Linked DNA regions of Mus musculus: region 2 is linked to region 1. The links are chromatin contacts, called in public HiChIP or PLAC-seq maps. All regions are on one chromosome and are shown on one strand. The core of a region is the stretch at or near the end of the contact, and the rest is flanking DNA. Distances in the headings are between cores, read along the strand shown.

Region 1 (5,258 bases), core at 551-3,050:
CAATAATAAGAGTTCCCACAGGTTGAGTAGGAGTATGTAGTATGGAAAAAAATGTATGCAAAAGCGCTCTGTAAAGGATAGGTCACTTGACAAATATATGAGATTATTTACACCATCTCAGCAAGAGACAGGGCTGGAGGAAATATTACCCCCTCACACACACACACACACACACACACACCTTTGCAAGGACAAAAACTCCAACTAAACCAAGCCAGAAAAAAATATAAGTTCCCAGTGTGGTGGCTTGCACCTGTAGTCAAAACTGTAAAGAGGTTAAAGACTGGACTCCAGGGCCAGATCGACCACCCAGGGCTACAGAAAGGCTGTCTCAATCTAAATAAATAAATAAGCCAGTCCACCTACATGGGAATCAACACCCTAGAGCAGTCTTGGGGAAAAAAAAAAAAAAAGAGTATAATAAAATCATGAAGAGGTGGTTGTGAGGGCAAAATTAATAAAGACTAGAAAGGTGGAAAGCCATTTGATTGGCTAAGCATCCTAGGGCGTGACCCTTGGTGACAAGACAGGCCCTGTCACCTGAGAGTACCCCTTCAACCAGACACAATGAAGGCAAGAGAAAGGGAGAAGAGGTAGCAACAGAAGCAGACTGGGCTGGCCAGAGACTGACCATGGGCCCAACAGGAATCCCTATCCTGAGGAGAGGGCCTACCCAGCCCCAGCTTCTCGGCATGGAGCTGACCAGAGGGGCTCATGCCCATACACCCATGTCTCTCACCTGGTAGGGGTCACTATGGTGCCCCAGCGCCTCCGCTTCCGCCTGGGGTACTCCAGTTGCTCTGACAAGCAGGGAGAGGGGCAAGGAGACCTTCCCCCTCGCCACCTCTTCCTCAGCTTTCGCCCTTCCTGAGGGGCGGGCCCGGGAAGCCTCCCCTGGAGGGGAGGGGGTGACAACCTGATCTGACCTCGCGGTCCAGTCCTCCCCCAACTCGAGGGCGACAGTTGCTGAATCCCGGATTTCCGATTGTGGGGTCTGAGCCCCGTATATTTGCAAGGGCTAAAAATGAGTCCGATATCTGATCGCTTGGAGGATGAACCCCGGATATTGGTGCACACAGGGTCCTGAATCCCAGGTATTTTAAATTCTATAAAACAGAGACCCAGGTTTGTAAAGGTTGGGACTTTGGGTCCCAGATATCTGATATACGAGGGTTTGATACCTGGGTATCTGAGAAACAAGGGACCAAGCCCCAAAATTTGGGACCCAGGGGCCTGAGCCCCAGGTCTTCGGCCACGACAAGGGGCCCACCCCGAGGACGCCCGGCTGCACGGCCCCTCTAAGGCTGGGGTCCGAGAGTGACAGCCCCTACTCCAGCCCTGGCCTACTCCCTTTCCCGTCCTCTCTCTCCGGAACAGCTGAAGGACTGTAGCGGAGGCGCTGCTGATGGTCCCTGTGCCTCACTCCCTTTCCTTTTCGTCTCAGCTTCTCACCGCACCACAGCCCTGCTCTCGTCCCGGCCTCCCTCTCTCTCCCTCTCTCTCTTCCTCCCAATTCCAAGATGGAGACCGGGCGGGAGCGCGCAGGCGCGGTATGCACGCCGGGCCAAAGGGGTGGGGCCCCAAAGGAAATAGCCCCGCCCCTCGCCAGTAGCCGCCGCGGCCCAGACGACAAGCTGCCTTCGAGCCCAAGTGCGCGCGCGCCCCGCCACGCGGATCCTTGGTGGGAAGAGGAGAGGAGAAAGGCTTGGCTTGCTTGGGGTGGAGCCCAAGCGCGCGGTCCAAGGACTGCTGGTGGAGAGAGCTGTGGCGCATGCGCCCGCCACGCTTTCGCGCTGCGACTGAGCCTGTTGCTAGGGGAAGCTCTGAGGGGGTGCTCTAGGAAGGAAAGCTGTGGTCTGCGCCTGCGTGCAGGGTAAAGGCTGAAAGGAGTAAAGCAAGGCTGCTGGCAGCTGGGCGCCGGAAAGGCGGGAAACCGGACCATTATTATGTTCACAAGTATCTAAACTAAACCTGAGCTCCCAAGTGCGAGAACGATGTGCCAAAGTTCGGAAAACCCAATGGGTCAAATCCCTACTGGAAAATTGAGGTCCAGTAGGATTGTATAACTTGCCAAAACGCATTAAGCATTTCATACACAGAACATCAATTTAAGTTCATGGAAGAAAACAAATGACAAAGTAGCACAGTTGTGTTCACAGTGTGTCTAAAGAGTATATAGTGCTAGATTAATGCTTACAATTCCAGCACTCAGCAAGCTGAGGCTGAGGCAGGAGGATACCAGTTCTGCAGGGTATGTAACCTAATGGAGTTCCAGTATCAAAAACAAAAAACAAACAGACACACAAACAAACAAAGAACAAAAAACCACAAATATTTTCCAAAGCAAATCCACCAACACGGCCACAGTTTTAAGTGACCTATGCCAACTTGTATTTCAAACTAAGGTCAACAAGGGTAACAAGACGCTAATCATCAGGAAACTAGAGAGGGTGACATCCAAAGATTTTGAGTTCCAGGCCAGGGGGCCCAGGCTTTTCATCCCAGCAACTTGAGAGGTAGAGGCAGGCAGATCTCTGAATTTGAAGCCAGCTAGGGCTCTATAGTGAGACGTGACAAAACAAGGCTGGGGAGCCTGTTCAGTGGTAGAGTGCTTGCCTGCCTAGTGTAGGCGAGGCTCTACATTCAACCCACAGTGCCACAAAATTGGACAGGAGCAAAATGACTAAGTATGTGCTTGCTGAGAAAAGGCTGGTAACCTGTGTTCTATCCCCTGAACCCATGCAAGGGTTGAGGAAGAGAGCACAACTGCTCTGGGACCCCCATGCACGGGCCATGGCATGAGCACACCCAATAAGAAAGAAAAGCCCCCATGGAGTGGTGGCATGTGCCTTTCATCCCAGCACTTAGGAGGCAAAGGCAGGAGGATCTCTGAGTTCTAGGCCAGCTTGGTCTGCAAAGTAAGTTCCAGAACAGCCAGGGATACATAGAGAAACTGTCTCGAAAAACAAAACAAAAAAATTCTTTTACGTCAACAAGGAAAAGTCCCCAGTATTTACTTTAATCCAATCCCCAGTAAGTACCTTACACAATAGTAGTCAAAAGCCATTTATTTTCCCACAGTCTAGTTCTTCACTTTTTGTAATAGGTCTTCTAAACTCAGAAGTGGGCCCCAAGAACTTGACCTGTACCTGGAGAAAAGGAAGAAAACAGGACAGGTAAGAAAACCCCTGGATGAATTTCTGCAAGGATTCAAAAATCAGAGGAAGCGACATCTAGGGATAGGTTCTGGCACTCAATCCCACTGGGGTAGCCTTGGAACTCTAGGATCAACCAGCAGCCAAAAAGCTAGATGCCTTTTCCCACTTCCGAGTGAATAGGCTCCACTGTTTCCTATTGTAAAAAGATGGGTGGTGAGGCCTGGCCCAAAGGAAAATTAGCAGTGTTCTCTGAGCTTCCAGTTCCTCTGGGCTGGATTCATTCCACAGTCTAGGCTGTTTCAGCTTCTCCCACAGAGATGTCCTAGCACACAGAGGCCAGCAGAACCTGGGGAGGGCTTAGGAGCAGGACGAAAAGCATGCAGCTCTCAAACGTGTGTGTGTGTGTGTGTGTGTGTGTGTGTGTGTGTGTGTGTGTGTGTGAGAGAGAGAGAGAGAGAGAGAGAGAGAGAGAGAGAGAGAAGATGAAGAGCTGTTCTGGATTGCTTTTATTCACTAAGAGAGATGTTGTAAATTAGTAGTATTAGTACTATGAGGACCTCATCTACTACATTTGCCAAGCTCTTTCCCTCCAAAGATCTAGTTAGCAGAGAAAACGGTTTTCTATGTGCCCTGGTGACTGAGTGAAGGCATAAAGCGCTTTGGCAGAGTAGACACCAGTACCAGGGATCCCCATTCAGTAGATCCACTGGAGCTGTCTGAGTAGAATTCCAGGAGGGCCAACGGATGGCTCTGTCACTCGGCTGACAACTTGAGTTTGAATCCCAGGATACACAGGATGGAAAGAGAGAATGACTTCCAAACATGTGCTGTTCCATAAACACAAATTCATGGCTCCTCCTCAAATAAATAAATAAACTTAAAAAATAATAATTTTGCCAGGGGTGGTAGTGCATGCCTTTAATCCCAGCACTCAGGAAACAGAAGCAAGTGGAACTTTGGAGCCAGTCTGGCTTACGTAGCCAGCTTCAGGCCAGCCGGGACTACACAATGAGATCCTGTCTCAAAATGAGTAAGTAAATATTAAATAAGTTTCAGGGAAAAAAAATGAAGACTCCATATTTAGGGCAGATCATCACATGTGAGCTCCCTAATTCATCATTGCTGACATGTGGGCGTGTGAAGTTCAGCTCCACTGAGTCTGACAATCAGAACACTACTTGGAAGACATCAGTCACAGAAGATATGTATGAAAGCATATCTAGTTAAAAAATAAGGCCCTGTGTGGTGTTAGTACAAGTCTTTAATCACAGCACTTGGGAGGCAGAGGTAGGTAGATCGCTGATTTTGAGGTCAGCTTGGTTTACACAGTGCGTCAGGTCACTGGGGCTACAAATGAGACCATGTTTCAGAACAAACAAACAAAAAAAAGTAAAAGGAGGCCCAGGTGGCTCTGTGTTAAAAGCACTTACTGCTCTTGAACAGAACTGATTTCCAGCAACCACATCTGGCAGCTGAAAACCATCTCTAACTCCAGCACTAAGGGCTAAGGGATCTACCACCTTCTTCTGCCTTCCTTGGGCACCTGTGCACACATGATGCATATAAACTCTTGCAGGCACACACATATATACATAAATAAAAGTAAATCTTTAAAAAAATGGAAGAGTGGGGCCTTAGGGAGTTAAAAAATGAAAATACAAATAAAAGCAAACGATATCCATGCTTAGAGAGAGCTTTCGCTTCAATAATCAATCACACCTCCAATAGACTTCCTTGACTCTGACCCTGTCGGTCACTAATCACACAGTTGCCATGATCAGTTGTATAACTGAACAGGATAAAGCAGGAGAATGGCTCACAGGGAGAGCAAGGGTGCTATCAAGGAATGTGGGAAAAACAATCTTTCCTTTTCGTTTTCTTCTTCTTCTTCTTCTTCCTTTTTTTTTTTTTTTTTTTTTTTCTTTTCTTTTGTCAAGGCAGGGTTTGTCTGTGTAGCCCTGACTGTCCTGGAACTTGCTCTGCAGACCAGGCTGGCCTCGAACTCAGAGATCCAAATGCCCCTCAGTTTGGGGATCCAAGGTGTGTGCCACCATAACCCAGCAGGGGAGGTATCTGCATTGCGGATAACAGTCTTTTTCT
Region 2 (4,826 bases), core at 1,403-3,902, 110 kb after region 1:
CTGTGGATAAATGGGAACAGTAAGAGTCTCACTCTTGGGCTGGTGAGATGGCTCAGTGGGTAAGAGCACCCGACTGCTCTTCCGAAGGTCAGGAGTTCAAATCCCAGCAACCACATGGTGGCTCACAACCATCCTTAACGAGATCTGACTCCCTCTTCTGGAGTGTCTGAGGACAGCTACAGTGTACTTATAATAAATAAATAAATAAATAAATAAATAAATAAATAAATAAATAAATCTTAAAAAAAAAAGAGTCTCACACTTGTCAGGGGACTAAATAAAATACCATCTATCATCTTGAATGTATGTGAATATCTCACCTTTGATCTAGAACCAGGTAACATGTGTCCAGTGCCCACAGTTTATGTTACAGAGTGGGGACAGTAAGACGCTATCATGGTGTGAATGCAGGCTCAAGGCTAGCATGGAAGTGCGTGTGCAAGATGCAGCTGGTAGACCTCAGGAGAGACTGGGAGAAATCAGGCGTGGGAATGCATTTATACTCCCAGGACTCGGAAGGCTGAGGCAGAAGGATTACCATGAGTTTGAAGCCATCATGCACTACACATTGAATACCAGGTCAGTCAGAGCTACATGAGACACTGTCTCAAAAGGAACAGACCTGGGAAGATGGCTCAGTGGTTAAGAACATTGGCTGTTCTTCCAGAGGACCGGGGTTCAGTTCCCAGCACCCGCATGGTGGCTCACAACTGTCTATAACTCCAGTTCCAGGGATCTGTCACCCTCTTGTGGCCTCCATGGGCACCAGACACAAAGTGGTGCATACAGACATACAGACATACAAAACACTTATACACATAAAAATAAGGTAATTATATAAATATATATTTTAAATCTTTAAAACAACAACATAAACAAACAATGGAAGACAGACATATGCTGGGCAGTACTGGTAAACACCTTTAATCCCAGCCCTTGGGAGGTAGAGGCAGGCAATCTCTGAGTTCCAGGCCAGCCTGGTCTACACAGAAAAACTCTGTCTCAAAAACAAAACAAAACAAAAACAAAACACATACACACACACCTCACTTCTCTGGCTTCACGTGGTTCCTCTTGCTTTCCCTGCAGGCCCTCCCTCCTTCCTGCCTGCCCATCCACCACAGTGCTGCAGTCATTCCCACCTGTCACCCGTTCCTTGCCATCCCGGTCAAAGCATTCCTTGCGGGCCCTGAGCCGCAGAGCTTGGTTCTGTTTGATGACTGTGGCCTGAATGATCTCCACGACTTCCACCTCCTTCTGTGGGATGTAGGTGCCTGGGGAAGGAGAGGAGGAGACAGCTGATGCTCACAGCCAAAGATGTCAGGGTTATGGGAGAAAGGCAGGAAGCCCCGGCCCAGACAAGCACCAAGAGATGGGGACAGAACTCACCAGGTCCCTCAAACAGCCACTCGTCTCCTGCCATGACCTTGTCTCCATTCTTATCTTCAAAGTCCAGCAATGCCTTCAGATGCAGGGCAGTGTTGGGCAGAACCACCTGCAGCGGGGTGATGTCCTGCAGGGAAAGAAGGGTCATGAGTGTTCAAGCTGTGATTCCGAGCTCAAACCTGATACTTGGAGACCAGAGCCACAGCACCAGTCTCTGAGAGGTCCACACTGCTGTGGATCAGAACAGGGCCTTGTGAATGCTGAGCAAGTGTTCTCCCACCGAGCCACACACCCAGCCATCTTTGTGTATCTCCATTAAAATCCTAGTGTGATATACAAGGTAGGAGTGGGCCCAGGGCCACCAGGTCTGAAGAACTAAGGAGGATGTCACTGCTCCTGAGCCAAGGGCACTCTCTTCTGACTGTCGAGGACAAGTGTAAGGAGGGGACCTAGTGGGAAACTGGGAGAGACATTTAGGCAGCCGAACACCACCTGCAGGACCTGGTTCACACTGATGTGCTAGAACAGGGGTTCTTAGCCTGTGGGTCATGACCCCTCCGGGGTTACATATCAGAGATGTATATTAGGATTCAAAAGAGTAGTTATGAAGTAGCGATTTGGGGATCACCACAACATGAGGGACTGTATAGGGCGGCAGCATTAGGAAGACTGAGAATCACTGAACTAGGAAGGATTTGAAATTCAAACATAAAGCGGGGTGTAGTGGCACACGCCTATAATCACAGCACCTGATAAACGCCAACAGGCGAAGCAGGGATGGAATTGCACAGCAAGTTCTAAGTCAGCTTGGGCTACATGCAACCGTGCCCCCAAAAAGCAAAAAAGAGAAAGGAGGACGGAATAAAGGGGTGTAAAATGCAGGTTTTAATCTTGTAGCTTTGCTTTCAGTATTGCCTTGTGCTCGTAGGAAGGGGAGGCCTTACAAAAGCAGATGAACCTAAAAGTTTATAAAAATGACTAGATTTGGTCTCTGAAAATATTCTAAACGAGGCAGGAAAGATGAGCAGATACGTGTGAGCTGAACTAGCCTACAAAGCTGTTAAAGAATAGTGTCAGGACATTCACCCGAGTGATGCCCGTATTCCCCGTGTAGGTCTGCGCTGTAGAGGTGGGCAGCCACTTTATCTCCTGGCCTCACTCTGGGATGGAGAAAACAGATCTCCCGATCGGCTTCTGTCTAACCTAGACTTGCCTCAAGATCACCATCTTCCTGCCTCTGCTCTCTAAGGCACATGTCCACACACCTCGCTGTCATTTCCTGTCTGCTGCATCACAGAGCCACGGCACCTCCCTGGCCTGCTCCCTGCCTAAGTGACTAGGATGACAGTGACAACTGGCTGCCCCCACTGTTTCTTCCGTTCATTCGTCTAGCTTAGGCACTCCTTCGCCTGGTGGTATCTTGAACCAATACTGAAACTTAGAAAGAACAGAGCTGGGCTGGAGAGATGGCTCAGCAGAAGTCCTGAGTTCAATTTCCAGCAACCACATGGTGGCTCACAGCCATCTGTAATGAGATCTGATACCCTCTTCTGGTGTGTCTGAAGAGAGCAACAGTGCACTCACATAAAATAAATAAATAAGGGGGCTGGTGAGATGGCTCAGCGGTTAAGAGCACTGATTGCTCTTCCAGAGGTCCTGAGTTCAAATCCCAGCAACCACATGGTGGCTCACAACCACCCATAATGAGATCTGAAGACAGCTACAGTGTACTTACATATAATAAATAAATAAATAAATAAATAAATAGATGGATGGATGGATGGATGGATGGATAGATAGATAGATAGATAGATAGATAGGCAGATAGCTCCCTCTCCTTCTCTCTCTCTCTGCAGCAGGGTGGGGTGGTGGTGGTGGTGGTGGGAGGGTTTCTAGACAGGATTTCATTATGTAGCCCTGGCTGTCCTGGAGCTCACTCTGTAGACCAGGCTGGCCTTGAACTCAGAAATCCGCCTGCCTGTGCCTCCCGAGTGCTGGGACTAAAGGCGTGCGTCACCACTGCCCGGCTTCACGGATTCTTTCTAGGATTGCTTTGTCCTCGTTATTTATTGTTTCATTAAAATTTTCACTTTATGTATTCATGTGTGTATGTGTAGCTACACATGAATTACCATGCATGTTTGGAAGTCTGAGGAAAATGCTCGGGAGCTGGGTTCTCTCTTCCCAGCACAGGCACGGGTCTGGGGCACTGATCTCAGGTTGTCAGGCTTATGCAGCAAGTTCTTCTGGACCATCTCACTGACCCCTGGTTACTTCTATTGTCTTTCTCCCCAGCCGTGGACACACCCAGAGTTATGCTATTAGGCTCTCAAGAGCAAGAAGCACCCATTAGGATTTACAGATATAGAGCACTTGCCTAGCATACACAATGAACTAGGTTCTATCCTTAGCACTGGGGAAAAAAAAAAAGGAAAATTTAAGAGTGAGCTGGCAAGACTGCTCAATGGTGATGGCCCTTGCTGCCAAGCCTGGTGACCTGAGTTCAACCCCAGGACCCACATGGTGGAAGGACAGCACTGACCCCTGCAAGCTGTCCTCTGACCTCCGCATGCAGGTCTGTAGCAGGTGTGCATGCCCTGCCCCTGCCCCCATGAAATAAGGAGATACAATGTAACGATAACAGAAAAGGCACTGGCCAGTGGATAAAGTCACTTTAAAAGCATAAAATACCAAGCAGGTAGAGTTAGAACTATTTTAAAAACTTGGTAGACTCCCTTGCTTGGGAGCTCAAGCGATGGGGCAAATGGATGAGGGTCTGGCTATGATGGTGGTCCATGTCTGCATGGCAACATTCCCAGGCATATAGGCATGGATATTGTGAGCTAGTGTAAGTCTGTCTGAGGTGTGTGGGGAGAGCAGGGGAGTTAGAATGGAAGGACTGTGAGTCGTCTTTGCCCCTGATAAGAATCCATAGCTACCTCCTCAGCCCTTCCTACGGGAGCCGCCGCAGAGCAGGCAGCGTCTGCCTCAAGAGAGGAAAGCAAGGTACCTTTTCCAGCAGCTCCCCTGGGTACAGAGGGAAGGGGTCCTGGGCTAGTCGGATCTCCTGGTCAGCGTGCCGGAGCCGGACTTGTCCTGTGACGTCAAACAACACAGAACTCTGGGCGTCCCGGGACACAGGGTTGGCCACTATGCAGTAGTGGCGTGGTGGGACCGTCACCATGCGAACTGGGGCAAACAGTACCCTGTTGTAAGATAAGAAGGGGCGTGAGGAGCCAGGATGATGTTCCAAAGGAGACAGTAAAAGCAAGAGAAACCTCCCGGCCACCCAGATGAGGGTCATTCCCACCAGCCAGGCTGGGACAGCTCTACACCAACCTCTCATTGTCCTGCCGGATGTAGGTCTTTGGTCCAACCTCTACACGGGACACATTACTGTTCTGGTCCAGCACATGGATGTAGTGGTATGGGGGGATGCG

What was found. HiChIP or PLAC-seq counts read pairs in DNA pulled down with a chosen protein or histone mark.
Region 2: an H3K4me3 HiChIP or PLAC-seq map of the SCID.adh cell line shows a contact between it and region 1, with 18 read pairs. The contact joins the enhancer-like site here to the promoter of Taok2 in region 1. A contact is called at or near these places in 7 of 39 promoter capture datasets (the 3T3-L1 cell line, 3T3-L1-derived adipocytes, embryonic stem cells and 3 more), 2 of 484 Hi-C or Micro-C datasets (the G1E-ER4 cell line and bone marrow-derived macrophages), 15 of 115 datasets of contacts at active chromatin or transcription factors (the 230-238 cell line, the HPC-7 cell line, the SCID.adh cell line and 10 more) and 4 of 9 other capture datasets (adipose tissue, bone marrow-derived macrophages, liver and 1 more).

Annotation. Positions count from the first base shown.
Region 1 is chr7:126,883,167-126,888,424 of GRCm38.p6, forward strand. Taok2 (TAO kinase 2) reads right to left here and starts at 1,801. Exons shown (of 16, transcript NM_001163775.2): 1 at 740-1,801. It overlaps Tmem219 (transmembrane protein 219), which reads right to left. Exons shown (of 6, transcript NM_026827.1): 6 at 3,053-3,149.
Region 2 is chr7:126,997,084-127,001,909 of GRCm38.p6, forward strand. It overlaps Mvp (major vault protein), which reads right to left. Exons shown (of 15, transcript NM_080638.3): 2 at 4,726-4,826; 3 at 4,397-4,592; 4 at 1,390-1,513; 5 at 1,143-1,274. Among named protein-coding and RNA genes, the nearest start is that of Mvp, 15 kb to the right of the region's middle. Within about 2 kb of position 2,653, at least 21 of the 459 cell types and tissues checked have an H3K27ac peak or open chromatin away from gene starts, as enhancers often do. A contact at or near this core is called in the SCID.adh cell line, where this site is marked.